Linked DNA regions of Mus musculus: region 1 is linked to region 2. Evidence: chromatin contacts called from public HiChIP or PLAC-seq data. All regions are on one chromosome and are shown on one strand. The core of a region is the stretch at or near the end of the contact, and the rest is flanking DNA. Distances in the headings are between cores, read along the strand shown. Region 1 overlaps Gm31704 (predicted gene, 31704). Region 2 overlaps Gm45950 (a long non-coding RNA gene).

Region 1 (6,211 bases), core at 2,826-5,325, 530 kb after region 2:
CCGTCTCACCACCCCACCCCCTTCTTAATCTTAAAGGAATCAGATTTGCAGCAGTCCTCTGTCTTCTCCACCTCCACTTCAGGTCTAAGTCACAAGGGAAGACAAGTAGACTTTGGAGTTAAGCAGAACTCGACTACAAAGCAAGCTTTGCCACCAACTAGACGAGCATCGTTGGGCAAATCATTTAACATCTTTTCGGCTTCCTCTGTAAAGAACAGTAAAAAGAAAGCCTACCCCAATAAGTTTATCGGAATCCAAATAACAAGACGGGAAATGTTACGTACTGGGCGTATGTTACGTACTGGGCGTATGTTCAGATCCACAAACGGCAGATGCCTCCCTTTGTTCCCTCTGTGGAGATGCTCTCAACCGGGGGCTGTGCTTCCTGAGGGTGTAATCAGAGAGGCCATGGTCACGCCCCCAAAGAGTAATCAATTGAGAATGCTCTTAGATGAGTTTCTTAAGATTTCGATGGGACCATTTAACTGGTGGGCTTTTCTCCAGGGCGATTGTGGTCACCAGAAGATTCCGTCCTTGTAAACGGAATCACTTCTTTGCTTTATCTGTCTGTGCGTTTGTCTTCTAAGGAAACAAACCCTTAACTTTGTTATTCATGCTAATGTTTTAAATGCACTAGTCTCCTAGCTGCTATTTTTGTGATAGGGCCATGAAGGGACAGAGTCCTGGGAGAGGAGGAGGGGTAGGGTATGCATGAAGGAAGACATGGCCAGAAGAGGAGGAGGAGGAGGAGAAGGAGGAAGAAGAACTCGGCTACCTATTCCTTGAGAAACTCTCAGGGCTGAAAATATGCCTGTGTTATAAGCATCACTTATTTGGGTCCTCTGGCATCTGTATTTGGCTCAGACGATGCTGACTGTTGCAAGAGTCTTACTTACCACCAAGCTGACTTTGGACTGAATTCAGTCCTTGGAACCCATGTAGCAGAAGGGGAGAACCAACTTCTACAAGTTGTCCTCTGACCACTGAGGTACAACCCCACCGTCAGCACACAAATACATAAATATAATATTAAAAGAAGATACAGAGAAGACGATAACTATGTGTGTTCTTAAGTAGAGGAAGAAATCATTATGAAAACAAAATGCGATTGGATTTATAGATACATTTCTTTTTCAATTTCTGTGGCTTATGCATTAAAAATAGCCTTTCTACTATGGAGCTAAGTAAGCCAAGGGCTTTGTGGAAACAGCTCTGGGAATCTAACAACCCAGGGATCTCCAAGGCTGGCACACTGGCCACCGCTTATCCCTCTGATGCTTCCCCGCCCCTAATTCACCACAAACCATATCCAAAGTCAACTTGGAAAGTTAGAAAAATGAAAAGTGAAGTTACAAGTCTTGTTTTATTTTTCTTTTCTCTTCTCTTTTTTTCTCACCCCGTTCTCCTTTTTCTGAGACAGGGCCTTGCTACTCATCCAGGCTGATCCTTCCCTCTGCCTCTCCAGAGCTGGGATTATAGAAATATCCCACCAGTGCCCAGTTCAAACCTTGCTTATGTAGACCTCATTGTAGCATTGATACAGAGAAGTGCTCTAATCTGTAAATCTTTATATGCAGACCCATCTCTGCCCCTCTGCAATGTGCAGCTTCAGGCCTGTTGTTCATTTGTGGCTTTAAGCAGTGACTCTGCTAGGTGTGATGGTGTCCAGTCATGGGCAGGTGGCCATTTGGTCAGGTGCTCCTAATTGTTTTTTTTTTTAATTTATTCTTCTCCCATGCAATGCATCCTGACCACTACCTCTCCTTCCTCCCCTCCTCCCAGTCCCCACCACCTCCTCTCTACCCAGATCCACTGCTTCTCTGTTTGCCTTTGGAATGAGAGATGCTCTTAACCGTAAGTCAGAGCATTGCTGAGAATCAGATGACAGAGACCTGTCCTCCAAGAAGGCACAGACTTGCTGAGATTGTCACTTCCCTCCAGTGAGAAGGGACTTTGTGACATCATCCTCTTAGTCAGTCATCTTTGAATGTGAGCTGTATGGAGGAGCACTTAAGGTTGGGCCAACTTCTGCTGCCCGTGCTTGTCAGGATCTGCCTCCTCCTTGAGGCATACTCCCCTCTTCTGCCAGATGTTTTTATTTAACTTCTCACATGTGCTCACCTTGTGCTCCAGCTTCTGTGTCAGCTTGTCTGTCTGACTGGGGAGGAATATTTCCCCAACTCCCACAGAGGCAACTAGAGAGGCTCTGTATTGTATGCATCCTCCAAGGATAGAGTTTCCTAAACTTCTGGGAGCTTAGCTCCAGGTTGGGTCCTCCCTGAAGCAACCGATTCAGAAAGATATACACACACATTGATACACACGTTCATAATACAGTCACACACACATATTCATACATTCACACACATTTTATACACAAACATTCACATACATATTGATACACACACATTCATTGTGTACTTATTTGTTGGGCCCAGCAATCTGTTGCATCAACTTACATACTTACACACACACACACACACACACACACACACACACACACACACACATCCGTACTTAAGCACCAGTGCAGAAAGATCTCACTCATTCTGGATGAAAAATAAGGGGGAGTAACTGGGACCAGTGAGACCTAGGCACACAGGAACTCTGCCAGACCATTGGCAAGCATTTGAAGGTTGTCCTTACCATACAGAGAATTCTCTGGTGTAGTTAGTAAACTGTAATGGCTTTTCCTTCAGTATTGTTTTATAAGTGCTGAATAACCATTGTAGAATGTGTTCATGCACAAGATAATTAGCATGCATGTGTGTGCATGCCATACACACACACACACACACACACACACACATTGCATGTTCACAGTCACATTCCCCAAGACCTAGATTCTTAGAGGAAGATTTCTTCAAACCTTAAACTCTTTCTAAACACCTATCTATGTCTCAGTGGGTTACTGTTTAAATAAAAATGGACAGAATGCATGAACATGCAAAGTAGAGAAAAATTTGTCCCAATCATACTCAGAAGACAGGCACACCATAGCTTTGTTCCCACTTAACTGCAACAGGAAGAATATGGAAAGCATATCATATAGTTAGAGTTCACATTCATCTTTTCATGTGTATTATCCTGAGATTAACACTTTCTATCTCTGGGCCTCTCTCATTCCATTTGTCAAGTGAAATCTGAGAAAACACAGTATGCAATGCTTGCTGAATATTCTGGTTATCTCCTTATTTAAAAAAACAACAACAATAGCTTGACTTCTGTTCATGTGGAATGGACTCGGGACTGTCCAGTGTTGGCTTGATCATGGGCAGATTCATGGCAGTTCCTCAGCTTTTGACTGTAATGGGGCAAGAGGCCAATGGTTGTGAAGTGAGCATAGAGCTCACAGGTATGAGATGGCCGGGCAAAGCAGAAGCAGTGGTCAGTGCCTATGGCAGTATGTGGTTAAGGCTATCCACTGATGGAAGGAGGGTGGAGGGGGCTGGGCGAGGTGCTTCCAGGGACACGATGAAGACTCATCCTGGTTGGTTGAGCTGTGGGCAGATCCAGTGCAGGTTGTCAGCAGCTTTGGCTTAGCTGAAAGGTGGGTGAAGGAAGGCTGTTAAACACAACACAAACGGACCCTGGAGACTACATACAATAGGGTTAATATAAGAGATAAGAGTTTAATCCTGCCTAACTGAGAATGAAATGAACTTACAAAACAACGAGGTCTCTATCCATGGAAGATTCTATACAGTTTCAGGCTAATTCCCTAGTATCAATATTCCTAGCCAGGCAAGGTGGCTGTGTCTTTAATCCCAACATCAAGAACGCAGACAGGAACCTGCTGCGACCAGACTTACCTAACTGATGAGCTCCGATTCTCCGTGAGAGATTCTGCTTTAATAAACAAGGTGTAGAACAGTCACTCCTCACAACCAAACCAAAACATAGCAACCAAAGGCAATGTGAGGAAGACAGAGTTTATTTGAGCTTATTTTGGTTTTAGAGGGATGAGAGTCCCTAATGGTAGGGGAGGCATGGCATGAGGAGGGAGGGTGCCATCAGGAGGGAGGCGTGGCAGCAGGAGGGAGGGTGCCATCAGGAGGGAGGCATGGCAGCAGGAGGGAGGCGTGGCAGCAGGAGGGAGGCGTGGCAGCAGGAGGGAGGCGTGGCAGTAAGAGCAGAAAGCTAAGTCAACCACTGACTTGAAGCAGAAAAGAGGGAACTTGGAAGTGAAGGAAGACTTGCCCCTTACAGACCTACTTCTTTCAGCAAGGCTGTACCACCTCCTCAGACTGAGCCACCAACTAGGGACCACGAGTTCAAATGAGGGTTGTTTCTCATTCAAATCTCCAGAGGTGGGCCACGCCTGAGGAGTGATTCTAAAATTCACCTCTGACCTCCATACCCACGTGCACATAAGATGCCTTCTGACTTCCACACGTGCTGCACACACACACACACACACACACACACACACACACACACACACACACACACACACGGGGCGGGGAGAGAATGAGGGAGGGGAGAGACTCCAGAATTGGACTAAGTTAAGGCTTTAAAAAAAATTAATTCTAGGAGACCCTCCCCTAGACTCTCAGATCTCATACCTCTTCCTTTAGTGAGGTAGATGGTAGGGACGCACCAGCCATTTGTGGTGTGATATACATCCCAACACTTCATACTGCAATGAGTGAGGCTTCCTTCTCTGAGCCGAGCTGTCTCCCTTCTGCTTTCCTCTGCTGGATGAAGGTCTAACCTAGACCCTCGCTCAGGCTTGGAGAGGCTGTTGTAGGATCTGCACTGCCCCATTATCTTTCTTAGCTTTCTCAAAGCTACACACCTCACTTCAAATGCCTGCAGCATTCCTTCCTTCCTTCCTTCCTTCCTTCCTTCCTTCCTTCCTTCCTTCCTTCCTTCCTTCCTTCCTTCCTCCTTCCCTCCCTTTCCCTCTTTCTTCCTTTTTCCTTTTATTTTTTCTTTGTCCTCTTCCCTTTCTCTCCTCTCCATGCTAAATATTACCACATTTCTATGTATCCTGTCTTTTTTTTTTTTTTTTTTCTTTCCTCAAGTTCACTGCCTTTACAGCTTGGGATGTAGGTGGCTTGCAAGCTTCATTATGCACATGAAAAAAGAAGCCCTGATAGTGGCTAAGTGGCACACTTACTTTCCTGGCAGACCAACTGGGCCAGGACACAGTTTCTCAACTTCCTGGCTCAGCCCCTGGCCTGGACAGCACACTCTGTTTGCTAACAGCACTGTATTCACACGGCAGGAAAGCTTTTCTATGTGTGATCATTGGGAACCACTCCCAGGCCCTTAGAGATTCAGACTTTGAGCCTTTGCAGCAGCAGCAGCAGCAGCAGCAGCACTTCAGATGTCCAAGGACACACTCGTGCTGTATGACTCCCACCCCCCACCCCCGCCTCCATCTTTAAAGGTTGAGAGTCTGTCATTTTACAGTTTTGTTGGTGTAAAATTTTGGTTAAGAAAGATACAGTTCTGGGAATGGATGCTGGCATTAATTAACTCTCTCTCTCTCTCTCTCTCTCTCTCTCTCTCTCTCTCTCTGTGTGTGTGTGTGTGTGTGTGTGTGTATGTGTGTGTGTGTGCATATTTGTACAGCACATGGGTTACCTGTTTGGGGATAAGACCTTTTGGGGTTGGTCCTTGCCTTCCACCTTGTTTGAGACATGGTCCAAACAAGCATGAGCTAGGCTTGCTAGCCCTTGGACTTCTTCTGTCCCAGTCTCCTATCTCCCTATAGGAGCATGCTGGGGTTAAAGGTACTTGCGCTACTGTGTCAGAGTTCTCAGGATCCAAACTCAGGTCACACAGCTTGCATAATAAGCTTCTTTACACATAGATACATCTCCCCAGCCCATAGATGTTCTTAATGACAGGAAAATACATGCTGAACAGTGGTCAAATGGTTATATATATGTACACACACACACACACACACACACACACACACACAGGCATATACCACAAAAGTAGAGGCTTAAAAGTAGAGTCCCTATGCTGTCTTCTGGGTTGGTGGATGACGGGTTCAGCTGGGTGTCCCTACTCAGAGATTTCCCATTCCCCTGTGATTGCAGATACCGTGATGGCGAATGCCATACCTAACGGTATCGGTCAGGACACCCAAACCCCTGCCTCTAAGCCTTTGTCCCAAGGTTCCCCCAAAAAGCAAAGTGACATTCTGCCTATGCGTTGAACTGTCTCTTCTGCCATATTGCATCTGGTAGAGCAA
Region 2 (6,266 bases), core at 2,810-5,309:
TATGGGTGCTTGTGGAGGCAAGAAGAGGGTGCTGGGTCCCTAGGACCTGACGTGACAGGTAGTTTTGAGCTGCTCAGTGTGGGTACTGGGAACCAAACTTTATTCATCTGTAAGAAAAGCAAACATACTTTAACTGTTGAGTCATCTCTGCAAACCCCTTGGTTGTCTTCCTTCCTTCCTTCCTTCCTTCCTTCCTTCCTTCCTTCCTTCCTTCCTTCCTTCCTTCCTTCCTTTTTCACAATGTTGAACAATTGAACACCGATTTTTGTGCTTACCACTGAGATATGTCCTCACCTTTTTCTTAAACTGTGTTTGTCGGGTATTTGGTAATGAGGCACCAGGACTCAGGAGTTACAGTGATAAAGCTCACTATGGATTTTAAGCCTTTGCAACTGTTTAAGTGTAGAAGATTTGGAGTTGTGGTCTGTGGAAGTCCTAGGAGGCTGAAATCAGAGCTTCCTGGGTCATTCAGGTAAGAATTTGGAAGGCAGAATGTGTAGAATGAAAACCATAGAGGCACTCAGAGCGCATGCAGTTTCAGAGGGGAGTAAGGACTGTACTGGGAACTGGGCTAGAAACCATCACATTACGTCTAACAAAGAATCTTTCTGGGCTCTGCCCATGTTCTGAAATTTTGAGTGAGGCTGGATTCAAAAGTAACGGAATCAAAAGCAGGTATAATGTGGCATCCCCTTTAGCCCTGGCACTTAGGAAGCAGAGGCAGGAGGATCTCTGTGAGTTCAAAGCCCTGGTCTGCAGAGTGAGTTCTAGGACTTTGAGGGCTATATAGAGAGTCCCTTTCTCGAAATCAAAACAAAAACAACAACAACAACAAAGCCCCACAAAACCGTAACGGACTAATTTGTTTGGCAGAGAAAAATCCCAGGTAGCAGAACATGCAGACTGTGTCATGATTACTGCCCCTGCTCATGTCCAGGTCAGCACAGAAAGGCAGAGCGCAAACACCAGACTGCTGTGCAATTTGGCAAGGAAGGAGAGCGAGAAGTTTTAACGTTGCAGGCAAGGATCCACGAGATAGCACAGTGGGCAAGGCCTTTGCTGCCAAGCCTGCACCCAGAATTTAATCCCCAGAACCTACATGGTAAGCAGGAGACCTGACTTCTGGGAGTTGTCCTCTGACCTCCACGCATACTTTAGAGTTTCCATTGCCAAGATAAAACACCGTGACTAGAGGCTGAAAGATGGCTTAGCAGTGAAGAGCGCTGGCCATTTTCCCCAGGACCGGGGTTCAATTCTCATCAACCACATAGCAGCTCACAACTATCTGCAACTCTAGTTCCAGGGGACCTGACACCCTCACACAGATATATATATATACAGGCGAAACACTAGTATGTATAAAAAATAAAATAAATTATATTTTAAAAACCTACTGTAGCTGATACTTCCACATCATAGTCTATTATCAAGAGAAGAAGGGGCAGAACTCAGGAACCTGAAGGCAGGGATTGAGTGATGTAGACGCCCTGGAGGAGTGCTGTCACTGGCTAGCTCCTCAGGGCTTACCCACCCTGCTTCCTTATACCTCCCAGGACCACCTAACCAGAGGTGTCACCGCCCCCAATGGCTGGGTCCTCCAATATCAGTCATTAGTCAAGACAATACTCCGTCAACTTGTCTACAGGCCAGTCTTATGAAGGCATTTTTCAGTTAAGACGTCCTCTTCCCAGACATGTCTTGCTCTGGGTCAAATTGACAAAATAGAAACACACACACAAGTGTGTGTGTGTGTCTGTGTATGTATGTGAATGTGTGTATAAACAATAAGAATAAAGTTGCAGACAAGATGGATGCAAACACAGATATATTTATTGAAGAGGTAACACTACCATAGCGAAAGTCAGTGCTCTACACTGGGACAGGGAGATGGTACACTGTGGGCAAGACTCCACCCGTACAGAAAAGCTCTAGTTTGTAGAAATACAAGCATAGTTGGGCAGCAGTGGCACATGCCTTTAATCCCGGCACTTGGGAGGCAGAAGCAGGCAGATTTCTGAGTTTGAGGCCAGCCTGGTCTATAGAGTGAGTTTCAGGACAGTCAGGGCGATACAGAGAAACCCTGTCTCGAAAAACCAAAAACCAAAACAAAACAAAAAAGAAATACAAGTATACATGAAAAGGGGAGTTGATCTGAGAATACTGCTGAAAGGATTCCCTAGTCCAAAGAGACCAACTATGGATGTGTTTGCTTGGATTCAGCCACCAAGGTACAGAGCAGCCGCTGTAGCTGGGCCCAGGGGCATGTGTGTGTGTGTGTTATACTGCATCTCAAGCTGGCAGCAGAGCTCAGCCCGTCATTGACATGGTTCTGGTTTTCATGCATTAAGTATGCACAAGTGAGGGGTCATGGAGACTCATGCCAATATTTCAGAAAGCCAGTAAGGCCAGGCAGTACACACAATGCAGGCTTTAAATTCTCTGAAAGGTCCCGACAGGCCAGTACATAGAGCTGGGAAGGTGACATCTAACTTTCATTGTGGTCCTAGGATGCTGGAGATGCCAGGACTGTGGGACATCTGCAGAAGGCAGCAGATCTGGAGGGGTGGGGGTGTCAAGAGCCACTGGGGCCCTGGCGATTCCATGTTAGGCTCAGACACAGAGCCACAGGGTTTGTGTTTTCCTTGCTTGATTTCAGTCTTCCTTTGCTCTGATCTTAACTTGCTATGTCCCTGTTCCTCCCTCTCAGAATGGAAATGATTGTACCGGTGCCACGTGTATTAAAAGTTTGTGCCGGGCGTGGTGGCGCACACCTTTGATCCCAGCACTCAGGAGGTAGAGGCAAGCGGATCTCTGAGTTCGAGGCCAGCCTGGTCTACAGAGTGAGTTCCAGGACAGCCAGGGCTATACAGAGAAACCCTGTCTCAAAAAACCAAAAATAAAATAAAATAAAATAAATAAAAGTTTGTAGCTTTTTCTTTGTTTTGTTTGAAAGGGGCGCACAGCTAAGAGAGTACCTTGAATGTCCGAAGAGACTTGGATTTTGGATTGCTGAAGTGTTGGGGCTGTTCGGAGGCATGGCACCAGAGAGATGGCCTTAAAGCTGAGTATTCAGGACTCACATGACACAAGGAGAAAAATTGACTTCTACAAACCCTCTCTGACTTTATCTGTTCTCTCTCTCTCTCTCTCTCTCTCGTTCTCTCTCTCTCTCTCTCTCATATACTACAATAAAGAAATAAATTAAAACATAATTAAAATTTTAAAAAGATTATGCAGGAACTTAAACATGGGAACAAATGCGTTTGTATTATGAGATGGCTTAAGCGGGTGGGGGAGGGGAGGGGAATGTATCTCTCAGGCTCAGGTGCCTAAGCATTTGTTTCTCAAGTAGTGGTGCTGTTTTGGAAGGCTATGGAACTGTTAGGAGATGGAGCCCCCTTTATAGGAATATAGGAAATGGATTAATGGGTTTGGACTCAGAGTTTTTTTTTTTTTTTTTTTTTTTTTTTTTTTTTTTTTTTTGGTTTTTCGAGACAGGGTTTCTCTGTGTAAGTAGCCCTGGCTGTCCTGGACCTCACTTTGTAGACCAGGTTGGCCTCGAACTCAGAAATCTGCCTGCCTCTGCCTCCCAAGTGCTGGGATTAAAGGCGTGCGCCACCACGCCCCGCCTGGGCTCAGAGTTTTTATAACGCTGCCTCTCTGTTCCTTTTCTGTTCCTGCCTGCAGACTGCAGTGAGCAATGTGATTTGGTGTTCCTTCCACCTCGCGTGCCTCCACTGGCTGCTTGGCTGTTTCCCTGTCTCAGTTAAGGTTTCTGTTGATGTGGATGAACACGGTGTTCAAGAGCAACTCGGGAAGGAAAGGGTCCCATTGATTTATACTTGCATATTGCTATTTATTATTGAGAGAAGTCAGAACAGGAACTCAAATAGGGTAAGAACTGAGGCCGGAGCTGATGCAGAGGCCACAGAGGGTGCTGCTTAGGGGCTTGCTCTTCAAACCTTGCTCAGCCTGCTTTCTTATAGAACCCAGGACACCAGCCCAGGGATGGCCCCACCCACAACGAGCTGGGCCCGCCCACTTCGATCAGTAATTAATGAATGCCCTACAGGCTCGCCTACAGCTTGATCTTACAAAGCGTTTTCTCAGAGGCTCCTCCCCTCTGTGAGGCCCTGTTGTGTTCAAGTTGATGTAAAACTAGCCAGCATGAGCTTTATAAACCGTAAGTCAAAAATGAAGTCTTCCCCAGGTTGCTTTCGTCTGGCAGTTAGTTTGTCACAGTGAGAAAAGTAGCTCACACAGGAAGTCAGCTAGGTGGAGACTGAAAACTCAGCATCCCAGTTAACCCCACGAGAAGAAATGCAAACTGAATTTAAAAATCACAGATTAGAGCCGGGTCATGTTCTGATAGGCATCCTGCTAGGGAGGAAGGAGATAGTTGGCTTCATCTTATGTTGCCTGCGTTAATCCCTTCCCCCACGGAATGCTAAGGTTGCCTTTGATGGGTAACAATACACATTTCTTATATGGGTTCTAGAACAGCATTCTGCGATTAAACAAGCAAGGAGATTTAGCATCGAGCCCTCAGAGTTCAACTTACAACAGCAAGAGGAATTTCCATTTTGGATTGAATTTTCCTGGGAATTTACCAATGGGAAAGGCTGTCTTCACCATTTTTTTTTTATTGTTGTTGTCGTTGTTTTATTTGGACTTTTGAAAGTATTTTTCTCTGCTGACCGATTTTGAACACTATGACTAGATGTAATTTCAAATGGAAAATAGACTCAGAAAACAGAGTTTTGTCCCAGAGTGCCTTGAGGTTAAGTTGATTAACGATGTGTTTGGATCTATAATGATCCATTATAGACTATCTTCAGAGGGCCAGCTTAACTGCGTAGATCTTTGGTCCTGGGAAGTTACAGTGAGAACCAATAGTTATAATCCAGAGGGCTGTTAATCTTTCTTAGTTGGACAATTCTCCGTGACAAGGAGTTGGTCAAACTCAGTGGTTAAAAATAATGGAGGCCAGAGAGGTGGATGTGAACTCTCAACATCTCTGCCAGAGCTCACCAAGCACGAATCGCTCATCCAAGCCTCAGCCCTTCCTCTGTGCTCTCACGGGATCTTCCACCTGGACTGAGGGAAGGCTGGACAGGAACCCAAGGCAGGAACTGAAGCAGAGGCCATGGTGGAATGCGGCTTCAGGCTTCCTCCCACGGCATGCTCAGGCTGCTTTCTTACACAGCTCAGGACCACCTGCCTGGGTTGGCACCACTCACATTGGGCTAGACCCTCTCACAAGAAAATTACCCCCAGGCCTTTTTTTTTTCCCCCAGCTAATCAGATGTAGGAATCTTTTTAATTCGGGTGTCCTCTTCCCAGAATACTCTAGAATGTATCAAGTTGACAAAAGCTAGCAACACACCTGATCAGAGACATTGGGGACAATTTCTTCGACAGAGGGAGTAGGATATTGAAAGGCATCTCTTATTTTCTGCAGGCTTAATGTTGGTGCGTTTATTTCCTGCCATTAGGAACAACAAGCTGGTATACATACATACATACACACACACACACACACACACAGAGAGAGAGAGAGAGAGAGAGAGAGAGAGAGAGAGAGAGCGCGAGTCATGCTCAAAGAGTAAGAAAATATAGAGATAGGACCTGATGATATAAAATGGCTTCCTCTTCTCCCCTCCCTGCTTCCAGTCATGACTCTGGCTAGGCAGTGTCACTCCTGTATGGGGAAAACTTAAATTAGGCGTGGCCATTGGGGACACTCCCCTTGAATCTTGGCCTTATCTTCGGTCTCTTCTGGCATATCTGATAAGAGTCTCAAGGTTTTGTTTCAGAGTAGGAGACTGACTGGAAGATTCAGTCTAAACTCAGGCATTTGTCAGCTAGCACAAATAAAATGGTGCAGCGGTTCTCTCTGGGAGTGTATGCTCTCTCCCTCGGGAAGCAGATGGAAGAAAAGATGACGGCAGGATCTGGATTTGGAACTTTACTGCAAATTTCAAAGAGTTATAGTGGAGAGGCAGCCTATTGTCTGCCATCCCTTTTTGCATTTTATTTATTTGTTTAATGTATTTATATTTGCGGGGTGTGTGTGTGTGTGTGTGTGTGTGTGTGTGTGTGAAGTTGAGGAATACTTTTGGAATTTGCCTTTCCCTGTCTACTCTGTGTTGAGGAGATTGAATTTAGGCTGTCATTTTGCAAGTCAAAAACTTTACTGGCTGTGGTAGTTTGAATAAGACGGGCCGCTCCCTCCCCACCCTCTCCATGTGCTCATATAGTTGACT

Evidence for each region. HiChIP or PLAC-seq counts read pairs in DNA pulled down with a chosen protein or histone mark.
Region 1: a contact with region 2 is called in an H3K27ac HiChIP or PLAC-seq map of embryonic stem cells, with 4 times the contacts expected there. The contact joins two enhancer-like sites. A contact is called at or near these places in 1 of 484 Hi-C or Micro-C datasets (gonadal supporting cells) and 2 of 115 datasets of contacts at active chromatin or transcription factors (both in embryonic stem cells).

What each region holds. Positions count from the first base shown.
Region 1 is chr17:88,609,231-88,615,441 of GRCm38.p6, forward strand. It overlaps Gm31704 (predicted gene, 31704), which reads right to left. Exons shown (of 3, transcript NR_166677.1): 3 at 3,919-6,211. It also overlaps a transcript of Ston1 not described here. Among named protein-coding and RNA genes, the nearest start is that of Gm31704, 13 kb to the right of the region's middle. Within about 2 kb of position 4,076, at least 51 of the 459 cell types and tissues checked have an H3K27ac peak or open chromatin away from gene starts, as enhancers often do. A contact at or near this core is called in embryonic stem cells, where this site is marked.
Region 2 is chr17:88,075,917-88,082,182 of GRCm38.p6, forward strand. The region is part of intron 1 of Gm45950 (a long non-coding RNA gene); the gene reads left to right. Among named protein-coding and RNA genes, the nearest start is that of Gm45950, 13 kb to the left of the region's middle. Within about 2 kb of position 4,060, at least 9 of the 459 cell types and tissues checked have an H3K27ac peak or open chromatin away from gene starts, as enhancers often do. A contact at or near this core is called in embryonic stem cells, where this site is marked.